Regions from separate parts of the Hordeum vulgare genome. Here region 2 is linked to region 1. The links are chromatin contacts, called in public Hi-C maps. All regions are on one chromosome and are shown on one strand. The core of a region is the stretch at or near the end of the contact, and the rest is flanking DNA. Distances in the headings are between cores, read along the strand shown. Region 1 holds the start of LOC123410858 (molybdate-anion transporter). Region 2 holds the start of LOC123407296 (acyl transferase 4-like).

What was found. A called contact is a pair of places that touch in the nucleus more often than the background predicts.
Region 2: a contact with region 1 is called in a Hi-C map of leaf, with 3 times the contacts expected there. The contact joins the promoter of LOC123407296 here to the promoter of LOC123410858 in region 1. A contact is called at or near these places in 3 of 6 Hi-C or Micro-C datasets (leaf and seedling) and 1 of 1 datasets of contacts at active chromatin or transcription factors (embryo).

What each region holds. Positions count from the first base shown.
Region 1 is chr7H:429,142,364-429,148,768 of MorexV3_pseudomolecules_assembly, forward strand. LOC123410858 (molybdate-anion transporter) reads left to right here and starts at 4,065. Exons shown (of 9, transcript XM_045103793.1): 1 at 4,065-4,406; 2 at 4,487-4,631; 3 at 5,470-5,638; 4 at 5,727-5,988. The coding sequence starts at 4,190.
Region 2 is chr7H:429,341,996-429,348,430 of MorexV3_pseudomolecules_assembly, forward strand. LOC123407296 (acyl transferase 4-like) reads left to right here and starts at 2,520. Exons shown (of 2, transcript XM_045100401.1): 1 at 2,520-3,889. The coding sequence starts at 2,745. LOC123407297 (a long non-coding RNA gene) reads right to left here. Exons shown (of 4, transcript XR_006612581.1): 4 at 5,868-6,435.

The DNA.
Region 1 (6,405 bases), core at 2,815-5,314:
GATCATCACGAAGATATCATGCTTGAAGCTTGTCGTCCATTGTGGTGGCAATGGACTTGTGAAGATATGCTGAAGAGCGGCTCACCCATAGTGTGTATGAGGGAGCAATCAACTAGCCTTCATCAAGCCAACACAATCAAGAAAGGTGGTCCATCTTGAGGAAGCCAAGATCATCGTCGTCTAGCTCAAGAGGACAAGGTGCAAGGTATAGGTTTGCCCTTGATGGGTTTTCTGTCTTAGGATAGATTGACGTACTGTCAAGGGGGGCTCTTAAGTGAGTAGCTTGATCGCATCATTCGTTAAGAGCTCAAACCATTTGCATCATTGCATCATACTTATTGGTTCTTGTTTGGTGTTTCTCTTTGTTAGTTTTAGAGCTTATGGTCATCTTCATGACAAGCTCGAGTTCAATGAAAACGGAGTCCATATGCATCTTCTATGATGTTTTCGATGTTGGGAGTTTTTACCGGTCTTATTCGAGGAAGGGTTCTCACCATTTTCTTATGGGCCTTTTCTCACTTGCTTCTTATTGATACTTCTATCAATATTGTGTCAGACCATGTCGTTAGCTTTCTAACAAACTTGGTTTCGTTGAATTTGGAGTCCGTATGCGAAAGTTAAGGCAGTTTCTGTGGCGAGCGGTAGTACCGCTTGTGCCGAGCGGTAGTACAGCTCCGTCGGACTTTATTTGCGCATCCTTTTTGCCTTAGCATGGTTGGTTAACCTACCGAGCGGTAGTACCACTCCGTCGGACTTTATTTGCGCATCCTTTTGCCTCAGCATGGCTGGTGAACCTACCGAGTGGTAGTACCGCTCCCATGAGCGGTAGTATCGCTCTGTGCGGGCTGTGAAGCATAACGGTTGGATTTTTCCCCACCTATAAAAGGGGGTCTTCTTCCCCATTGAACCTTATCCGTTAAGCTCGAGTTTTCCCCCCATTGTTGACCTTCTTCGAGCTTGCTAACTCTCAATCCCTCCAATGATTCTTGCTAGTTCTTGAGGGAAAAGAGAGAGGAGATCTGGATCCACATTTCCATCAATCACTTTATCCTCTAAGTGAGGGGAACCCCTTGGTTCTAGATCTTGGAGTTCTTCGTGTTCTTCGTTCTTCCTCTCATTTTCCTCCCTAGCATTAGTTGCTTTGGTGGGATTTGGGAGAGGACTTGGGCACTCTATGTGCCCTTGCCATTGCATTTGGTGCATCAGTTTGAGTTCTCCACGGTGATACGTGGAAGTGAGAAGTTGGGAAGCTTATTACCCTTGGGTACTTGGTACCCCTAGAAGCTTGGTGGTGCCTCGGAGCTCAATCATTGTGGTGTAAAGCTCCAGGTGAGCGTCGGGGGTCTCCAATTAAGTTGTGGAGATTGCCCCGAGCATTTGTGGTCACCTCGAAGCCATATGCCATTGTGGTAAAGCTTCGTGGTGTTGTTGGGAGCCTCCAATTAAGTTGCGGAGATTGCCCCAACCTTGTTTGTATGGGTTCGGTGACCGCCCTCAAGGGTCCCTTAGTGGAATCATGGCATCTTACATTGTGCGAGGGCGTGAGGAGATTACCGTGGCCTTAGTAGAATCTTGGGGAGCATTGTGCCTCCACACCGCTTCAAACGGAGATTAGCATCCGCAAGGGTGTGAACTTCGGGATACATCGTCGTCTCTGCGTGTCTCGGTTATCTCTTACCCGAACCCTTTACTTATGCACTTTACTTTGTGATAGCCATATTGTTTCTTGTCATACATCTTGCTATCACTTAGTTGTTTAATCTTGCTTAGCATAAGTTGTTGGTGTACATAGGTGAGCCTAGTTGTTTTAGGTTTTGTGCTTGACAAATTAACCGTTAGTTTTATTCCGCATTTGTTCAAGCCTAAACCGTAATTATTTTAAAACACCTATTCACCCCCTCTCTAGGCGACATCCACGTCCTTTCAAACGGCGACCGTCCGGATGGATCAGGCGGAGGAAAAAGGAGACGAGGCCAGACATCTCACCAGCGATCTCTCTTTCTTTCTCTTCTTCTGCTCTCGGTCAAGACTAGCGTGCGTGATAACGTGTTTGAGGACAAATGATTCTCTGCATTGATCAATAGATGATGATACAATTTATATCGTCACAATTTCTATCGTCTGGAGAGACGGGACAGTTTGAGAGATGCGACAATCCGAACTGACGTCGGTTACAACAGGCATGAGAGTGAGAGCGGCGTCCATCGCGGGAGAGAACCGTGCGACGGTTTGGGCAAGGGGAGATTCTTCTAATTACATGATTAATTAGTAATTAACTAATCTCAACACGATGCATGGCCAAAAACAAAATTTTGTGTCTAGAAGCCATGTATTGAGTTCCGAATATAGCTTTTGACCCCTCCCAACATCCAAAATTTGTGTTTTGCCTCCCAGAAATTTATGTCGAGCTTCGCCACTACTGGTGTACGATATATTTTTGGCTCTTGAAGCTAAAGGTTGCACTTCATCTTGGGTAAATAAAGTTGGATATATACATCTATTAAAATGTTGAGTTTTCTTGTGTGTTTTTAGCCGCTAGCTACTCATGCTGAATTTTGGTGAACTATATTGACCTTTTCAAGTTGTGTACTTGATAAACAAGGCCGTTTAACAAAATATAAGTTAATTAAAATGCCTTATATTTTTATTGCATTTAAAAGGAATCATTAACAGGCTCCTTTGAAGTGAAATACACAAATCAAGTAGGCTGTAATTTTTTAAACTATGTGTTGACTTCCAAATTTGAGATGTCTTGGCTAGTGGTACCTTGTCAAATCACATTGATGTTCAACCTCGTTCACCAAAACTCAAAATATAACAAATATACTTTATACTTTAACTAGTACCGCCTTCGTTCACTATTATAACATGTGCTAACTTTTTTTCTAAAACTGGATGCATTTTAGTTGTTTGTTCACTCATTTCAATATGTATGTAGCCTGCTTTAAAATATCAAAAACATCTTATATAATAGTAATGGAGGGACTACAGATTAAACTGAATTCTACATAATCCCCCCCCCCCCCCCCCCCCCCCCCCCCTACAAAAAGAAATTGCCAACAATTTATCATGGATTAGTTAGAGAACAATAGTACTCTATGTTGTATTACAAATTAGGGTCCCAGAAAAGGAAAATATTATAACACAAAGAGAAGCGTCCAGAAGAGGAAATACCCAATCGATCTTGGGTCTCATTTGCACCTGATTTGAAAATAATAATTTCGAAATTGCAAAATAAGTTATTTCTGAAACTTTTGAAAACAGGAATAATATAGTGTTATATTCCTGTAAAAAGTTCCTCGAAGGAGTGACTTACGTGGACTCTAGGACAAAAAGACAAAACATGTAAAAAAAGAGTGTGAGAAGAATGTTTAAATATTGTCGATTTCATTTTGTGTTGTCAAGAATATCATGGAATTGTGAACCAACCTGTGGTTGGATGATTAGAGTGACAATGATAATTCCACCCTACCAGGGTTTAAGTCCTAGTGCTCGCATTATTTCTAAAATTATTTCAGGATTTCTGACGATGCGCATTCAGTGGGAGGAGACGTTTTCGTCGATGACATAGCACCTAACCGTGATTTTGTAAATCTCAAGATGATATGCCGAATCAGTCTCTTAAAGGTGTACATAGAAATAAGGTGTGCGTGTGTGTTCATAAGGGTGATTGTATGTACGTATATATGAACACTTACGTCTGTACTGTGTTTGAAAAAAATACCATAAAATTCATTCCTTCACAAAACATTTCACACGAATATAAATCTATACTCCCTCCATTTCAACATAAATGTCTGAACTTTATACTTTATACTAGCTCTAGTAAAAAATTATATTAAGTTTGAGACACTTGTTTTGGGATGGAGGGAATACTATTCTTGTTTCCAGGAATTTTCAAATTTTTTGACTAATTTTGCGAAAATAATAATAATTCGGGTGCATTACCTTTTTTTTAAGGAAAATTCGGGTGCATTGGAAATATCCGCGTCCAAAGCCCAAATATAATTACCGCAAAGAGCCCAGTTGTTATCCAGATCGGCCCATACAGCCGACTCCGCGACCGCCCCATTCCTCTTGCTCGACCCCGTCCGTGTCGCCGGCGCCACCGCTTCCGGATCCCTCCCAGCCGCGGACCGTGCGCGGCCAGGCGGAGCCCTACCGGCTCCCCCGCCGATCGATCCCGCTGATGGGGATGGTGATTGAGACGGAGGAGTGGGAGCTCACCCCCCTCGCTTACCCGCTCCTCTCCGCCGCATCACTCGCCGCCGTCCTCCTCCTCCCCCACTTCTCCCGGCCACACGCCGCCGTAGTCACCCCTTCTTCGCCCTCCCCCTTTGACGTGGGCACCACCCCCTTCCTCCGCTTCCGCCGCGCCTTCCTCCTCCTCTTCTGCCTTGCATCCGGTAAGCACCACCCATGCCCCCCCTGCATTTTGTAGAGTTGACGAGGGGGGTCTCTAATGATGTTTTCTGTTGCTGTGTAGTGGCGGAGGGGATCCAATCGGTGTTCGGGGAGGATGAGTTCGTGCGGTGCGGGTTCGGCAGGGAGCAGATGGCCGTGCGCCTTTCGGCGGCAACGGCGGCCGCGCTCTTTCTTGGCGGTGCGTCTGGCGTTGTCTCTGACAAACTGTGAGCTCTCCATTTGGATCATTGGTTTACATTGAATGGCGAACCATTTTCTGTGAATTGTTCAATGTTCATAGCCTGCATATTTGAGTTATATAGGGTTCCAACTCAGAACAATCTCAACCAGATGCCAATGTTTAAATACTAGAACGTAATCCTGACAACCAGTTTCTATCTTGGTAGGTGCATATTTATAGAACTCTGTTTCATTGTTTGCATGCACCCCCTCTGAAATGTTAGTTACAGTGTGACACTCTAGAAATATTATACTTACTGATTCCATATTTGAGTTATGTTTCTATTGATCGAGGGTCCTCATTAAAGTTATGTCTCTTCATTTACGTTATGTCCCACCTCACAAAAGCCTTTGGAATGAGATATAGAACAACTGTATGAGTAACCTGTTTATAAATACACGAGCTCCTTTAGCACTATGTTTGTTACTCATCCATTTTCCTTTAAGATGTTCTTCCAACAAATATGATCTGTACAATGGTATACAAAGTTCAAAAACTTAAATAAAGTGTCATGTAAGAATTTTGATAATACAGAGAGTAGGTCATAGTCATATTACCAAGGACATTTATAGCGTGGTATAATTAGGTGTTTCTTTAAAGCGGTATAAGTAATTGTTTGTATATTGTGCCTCTGCGTAGGTTTCTGTTCCATCAGCTGGTCTGTGTTACTTTTGTTTCATAATATGTTATGATTTTCTGTTGTGCATCCCATGGATTTCAGGTTCATCAGTTAACTTGATTCTTCTCTCTGCCTATTGATATTGTGTTAAACGAGAATCTGCTTTTACTGTTCTAATCAACATTTTGTTTACTAAAATTCATAGAGGACCGCAGAATGCTTGCATATTTTACTGGATGCTTCAGCTTGCAGTGGGTGCCTTGAAGAGTTTCAGTGGGCTTCGTTGTGCATGGATCAACAATTTCATTCTGGCTCTTGCATCCTCAATGTTCTCCTTTTGTTTTGAGACATGGATTGTGCTGGAGCATGAGAAGGTTTTGTATTTTCTTAAACATCTTCTGTTGCCATTGCTGCCTTCATCAACGGTGTCCCAGTTTTAATCATTTTATCATGATTTTTCAGCAAGGCCAGAAGCAAGATTCGCTGTTTGATACCTTTTGGCTGATGACATTCTTTGAATCAATTTCCCTTGTTGGAAGTCAAGGAATCACAAACTTATTGCTTGATGATGATAACAAAGGAATCTTGCTTCCGTATACATTTGCAGCCTTAGTGTCAGTAATAGGAATCTTGTATATCAGAAAAGCACCAAGTATCAGTACCGCCCATCATGCATCTGTCATTGGAAGCTACAAAAAATCATTTTGTGCTCATGTCCTCAGAGGTGAGTGGTGAGTATACCATCCTGTTTATTTTGCCATGCTTTCTGTAGCGTTTCTGTTAATGAATCTTTAATACTGTTAGCAAGGTAATGTCCTCGAATAACTAAAGGATTAGGTAGATAGAGCTGTAAAATGGCTTGTCATTGTCTCGTGGCTTTGAGTTTTAGGCTATTGAGATTTCTGTATTGTTATCCTGAACAATATGATACTCCCTCCGTTCCTAAATATAAGTGTTTTAAGAGGTTTCATTAGAAGACAATATACGTATGTATATAGACACATTTTAAAATGTAGATTCATTCATTTTGCTCCGTATGTAGTCATTTAGTGAAATCTCTAAAAGACCTATATTTAAGAACGGAGGGAGTACTATCTTGGTTTCTTGGACTATGCTTTAATTAGGAGCTGTGGTAGTTGAA
Region 2 (6,435 bases), core at 1,270-3,769, 200 kb after region 1:
AGCTGATCTCATTTCACTTAGGAGACTGCAAACCCGTTGGCACTTGCAATCCATTCCATAAGAAAAATAACATGCATTTTTCTTGTACCTGCAGCATTTTTTGAAATAGCCCTAATGAATTTTCTTTATCATGCATTCATTTGACCATGTTGTAAGCTAGTCCCTCCGTTTCAAAATAAGTGCCTCAAACTTAGTATAACTTTATATTAAAGTTATTACAAAGTTAAGACACTTATTTTCAGACGAAGGGAGTATATCGATACGATAACAATTCTTCTCGAGTCTCGATCAACAATTTTACTTTTTCTCTTGTCGAAGACATGCGTCGATTAGGGTCTGAGAATATGTTGCGATCTCGTGTGTTCCCTTGTCTCCGGTCACGTGCAACGAGGGAAGGGGGTCTTGAGTCCTTCTAAGCATGCTCAAAAGTCTATATCGGTATTATTGAGCTTAATATGCTAGCTATTTCAAAACCAACAGTCGACAAAAAGGAATATATGTATGACATTTAGGGTATTCGTCGGCGACTCTTAGGCGAAGAGTGCAAACCCGTTGAAAATAAAGTTCCTCACATCCTTCTCTTGCTGGAAGGGTATCTTAGCAAGTAGAGCAACTAAGCCAGATATGTCTTGTCATCATAGGTTTGATCTTATGAAATTTGAATTTATTTCCTCGCAGATGTGTTAATGTGGATAAGATAAGCTTGTGCTACCATCTGATGCTTCTTTTTGTTGGTATGATCGTTTGGAGCCTTCGATTGCTTCTCTGGTATTTTAGTGAAGTTTTTGTTGTTCTACTTTTATGAGATCATCCATCCCGATTACATTCAATGCTCACCATGTTCCATATTCTCAGATGAGCGACCCGATTGCAGTGCGAGATTTTTGTTGTAGTTTTTTCCTTTTTAAATATATTTTTTATAGAAATTTTAATACGAACTACGTACGGAATAAAATGAATGAATTTACTCCCTTCGTCTCAAAATAAGTGTCTCAACTTTATACTGACTCTAGTACAAAGATGTATTAAGTTAAGACACTTATTTAAGAACGGAGGGAGTATATTTCAAAATATATCTATATACAATCTTATACAGTTCACATTGAAATTAGCTTAAATTTAGGAATTAGAGGGAGCAGTTCTTAATCAACTGAGGTAATCTGTAATTTTTTGGATTTATGATCCAGATCAATTGTACTCCCTCCGTCACAGACTATAAGACATGCACGTGTACCTAGGTTGTCAATTTGACTTATATAAAATATATTATTTAACATAAAAATTATATTATTAGAAAATAGAACATCTAAAATTTCTAATGATATATTTTTTTGTAATATATGTCTCTTTTTAAGTTGGTCAAATTAATGAACTAGAGACTTATAAACTGAAACGGAAGGAGTATCTACAACGGTTGTCGAGTTTGGATAAGGCTACCCATGATTGCTAAGATTTCCTTTTTTCCTTTCAAATAATAGTTTTCCTTTTTACCGACGTGGATTGTACCGCTGGCCAAGTGGACACATGGCCATCCTTCCGTACCGCTGGTTCTTCCCCCTTCTCCTGTATCCATCCAAGGAGAGCGACGGAGTATATATTGACCTCACCGGCTCGCCGCAAAGCTAACAACCACTCCAACCTCCAAGTCCTGCCCACCAAAGCAAACGCCTCGCCATCTTCCGTTCCAATCCACGCATCCAAGTCGTACGCCGGCGCGCCCAGCCGGGTGGATCTCCGAGCTAGCGGCATTGCTGGGACTTAGATGCGAGACGCCGTCCTGCTCCGGTGCGACGCTACCATTACCATGGTCGGCCACGCCGCCGGTTCCACCTCTTACGGCAGCAGCAGCGTCAGGAACGTTGCCGGAGGGTACTTTCCGGCTCCGACAGCGACCGCCAAGCAACGACGCGCGCCGGTGCCGTCGGGGAACGGCGGGAAGAGCGACGGGGGAGGGTACTTCGGGGCCGAGGCGGCGGTTGTGCTGGCGCTGATGACGGCGGCGCTGCTGGTGCTGCCGCTGCTGCTGCCCCCGCTGCCGCCGCCGCCGCCGCTGTTCCTGCTCGTGCCCGTCGCCATCCTGGCCGTGCTCCTCCTCCTCGTGCTCCTGCCCTCCGACGCCAGGGCCCTCCGCGTCGCGCCATCCTACTTGTAGCCAGCCAGTGCAGCAGTTATATCAAATCGTGCGCTCGCCATCGTCGTCCCCGGCGCCGTGCACATGTAATTACCTAAGCTGGCGCGGATGCGGAGTTGTTTCTGTCTTCGTTTCTTTTCTTTTTCGAGACTAATTGATGGAGAGGATTTTGCTCGGACTAATTAACTGCTTGCTGGAAAAAAGTGTCTCCGGAAGAGTAGAGTTGTAGCACTATGTTGTACTAGTCGTAGTAACCTCTGAATTTTAACCAAAAGATAGTCATGACCGTCTCTGAATTCTGATGTGGTCTTCGTCGAGGGAAGAAGGAAAAACAAAGACATCTGACTGATGCTGAAATTCTTGTGAAACGTCAGGCTTTATCCAAAGCGATGCTTCATTGCGTTCCACTTGTGGGGAGGGGACGCCATTAGAGGTCACCAGGCAGGAAAGATGTGGATTAACGCTTGAGTCCATGGACAAGTAGCCAAACAATGTTACTCTTCCGAAAATTCAAAGATGCGACGTCGAGCGGACAAATTTCTCTGTCCCCGCTTGCCTCACCGCGGCCGCCAACGACCACATTTTGCAGCACTATCTCACTATCGAGTTCCATATGTCCAACTCCAGTATGACCAGCACGCCCACCATTGCCAGGTCGCCGCCGGAGCTCATCGCGCCGGCGGTGCCCACCCCCGGTGGCACCCTCCCTCTCTCCTCCATTGACAGGACCGCCGGCGGCGCCGGCTTGGTTAATCTCATCCAGGTCTTCCCCCCTCCCTCGTTCACCACCGCCCGCAAGAGCCAGGACGCCGCGGCGGCCCTGGTCGCTATGCGCGACGGGCTCGCGAGGACTCTTGTACCGTACTACCCGGTGGCCGGCCGCGTCGCCCCGAGTGGCCTTGCAGTGAACTGCACCGGCGAGGGCGTCTGGTTCGTGGATGCCGCCGCGAGCTGCACGCTTGCCGACGTGGACGGCCTCGACTCCAGCCCGCTGCTCATCCCCGGGGAGCTCCTCCTCCCGCGCCCTGCCCCCGGTCAGAAGCTCGACGGCCTCATCCTCATGGTCCAGGCGACGAGGTTCACCTGCGGTGGTTTCGCCGTCGGGATCAGCTTCAGCCACGCGGTGTTCGACGGCCAGGGCGCTGCGCAGTTCCTCACGGCGGTGGGGGAGCTAGCGCGGGGGCTCCAGGTGCCGTCAGTGACTCCGGTGTGGCACCGCGACGCGGTCCCGGACCCTCCCAGCCCGCCGCCGCCTCAGCTCACGGAGTTCAGGTTGGTGGCCCAGGTGGCCGACATATCGGCGGAGAGCATCGCGCGCGTCAAGGACGAGTTCAACCAGGCTGCTGCGACATCGACGGGGGAGGTTTGCTCCACCTTTGACGCGGTGACGGCCGTGGTGTTCAAGTGCCGAGCGCTGGCACTGGCGTCCGCGCCCCCTGACGACTCTGATGTTCGGATCGCCTTCGCCGCCGGCACGCGGCACCTGCTTCGCGGCGTGCTGCCGGCGGTGGAGGGCTACTACGGCAACTGCGTTTACCTGGCGTGCGTCACTAGGGCGGGCAAGGCCGTCCGGGAGGCGTCACTGGCGGAGCTCGTCGGCGCGGTACGGGAGGCGAAGGAGGCGGTCCCCGCGCGGTTCGCTGGCTGGATGCGCGGCGTCGATCACTACGACGTGCCCCTGGACTACAGCACGGTGACGGTGTCAGACTGGAGCCGCGTCGGCTTCCACGAGGTGGACTACGGCTTCGGCGCGCCAGGGTACGTGTTCCCGCTCAACGACCACGTCAACTTCGTCGCGTCGCTCAACTATATCAGGCCGCCGGCGGCCAGGCGTGGGGGCATCCGGGTAGTGCTCCGCTGCGTCGAGGAGCTTCATGCCGCCGCGTTCGCCGTCGAGCTCGCCAAGTTGGCCTAGATGCGACGCATTGATGGTTCCCATTTCCACGACGCACGCATGCTTCCTATTTCTTGGCCATGTCCACGTTTTACGCGTCCTTTGGGAGCGCAAAATGACGATTTTCCCCCTCCGATTTATATTATAAAACAACAACCAACCATACAATCAGCTCATTAAAGCCGGAACACAAACAAATTTAAAGGAAAAAAGAAAGAAACAGAAGAAAGAAAAATGCTGACGTCGACAGCTCAACAAAGCGAAGACGGCCGACAACCGTTGTACGCTCCGGAGAAGTACCACCGCATGCCAAGCACTCCGAAGCCTCGCGTACCAAGCAACACCTTCAGAAAGGAAAGCGGCGACAACGACGCTGCCGTCCGAACAAGTCGTAGAGTTTCCCCGGTACGCGGATGGCAGTGAGGAAGGTGTATCACCGACACCCCTAAGGAAGGTTCGGCGACGCCCACGGACGCAGCCGCGCTGGTAGCGGGCGAGCCGCCTGGGATTCCTCCCGCCCCGAAACCACCACCGTCACCCCGGACAAACGAAAGTGCACCGCCCCCACCAGTCTGTGCCACCACGGTCACCACACCAACTTCATCGTGTCACTAAGGCCACCAACACGAGACCTGGAGGGAGGACGAGGAGATACCGGGCTCGAAGCAACCACAACGCAGCCGACCGGGGGGGACAACCTCCACCGCCGCGCGGAGCCGACCTGACGTAGCGATAGGGACTTGCGAGGCCAACATAGGCCCGTACGGACCCCAACGGGTCCGGACAGTCCCATCAGCCGCAGCAAGCCGGCCGCGGGAGCCATCACCACCACAGCCACAACTGCCTTGCCGCACCACCAGGGAGTCGCGTCGCCGCGACCCAAACCGTCGGCCTGCGCCAGCCGAGATGGGGCCCAAAAGGGCCCAGATGCGAGTCGAGCGGGTTCCGCCGCCCAGTCACACACCGCGTTGCCCCGACCAACGGCCGCGCCGCCGCGTCAAGGGCGCCCATGGCCTCCGGGATCTCCGCTGCCAAGCCACACCACCGTGGCCGAGCAGCACCAACGCCGTCAGAGGGCCCCACTCCCCGAACACATGAGCGAGGAAAAGCCGGCCCGCCGCTGCCAGCGCCGCACGGGAAGGGGTCGACGGACCAATCTGACGATGGCGAAGGGAGGGGAGGAGGAGGGGGAGCTGTAGGAGTGGGGAGGCCGGGGTCCGCTCGTCGCCCGCAGGGGGCGAGCAGAGCGAACGGGGGCGAGCCATTATTACCAAATTCCGAAGTTGGGAGTGCAAAATAAAGGGGTTTCCTGAATTTATGAGGAATTACCAAAATGAGTACATTGCTGAAGAACATCAATAGTGCATCACGACACCACGACACTCAAATTAACGTCAAACAATGTGTCGTTATAGGTCACCTAAGGCGACACATTTAGTGTCGGCAAAGACCTTTGTTGACAGAAAAGAACTGTCCCCTATAGTATTGTCAGGAAAGGTCTTTGCCGACAGACAAACTTACTCCGACAGATAGTATGACGGTGTTGGTGAGATCTATGGCGACAGGCGTTTCTATATCGACAGACAACTCTATACCGACGGTTGATCTGACACTGTCCAAGGCCGACAGATTCTATGACACCATATTTACGTCGACAGTTTATGTGATACAACATGTGCCGACAAAAAGTGCGACGACCAATACTTCTACCAACACATTTGTTGCCAGGGTTCTACATTTCAGTACAATTGCAAATAAAATATATTTTAACATTAAATCGCATTCATAATGTTTAATTCATGTTCACTACACAGTGCATATACAAACTATTGCACTCTTCTATTCTTCACAAGATGTCATTCATCCATACATTCATTCAACATATATACAAATTCATTTGTTTTCTTTGCTCAAGTTAGCTACAACCATCGAGGAAATACATAAGTTGATATATAAGACAAGTTGCACAATTTGATGGTAAGATCCTAAGAGAACAAATGTTTGATCACTTGACTACTACAAAATATTATGAAACAAACCAAGTTTTCAATCGCCATGCCAACATCAACTTCCGTATCAACAAAAGGTGTCAACCATGCTATTTTCTGCCATTGTTCTCTGCAAAATAATTTACTGCCTTGTTGGATAAAAGCACCAAATAGTCATAAAAGAGGGAAGAACTGTACACACTCTATAGAGTAAAAAATATATCATGGCATGTCACCTTTGAAGAAACCAATGAAGCTCTATTGCCAGGTATAATAACAAATAACAACAGGAGAAGAACTAATGTTTGAAGCAATAAGGGACATACTTGGTCTAGCTTAATGTAAAGTATCCAGTAGTTTCTGCATAAGGCATAACAAATATGGATGTAAGCTGGCACATATGCGAGCGTATAAAACATAAA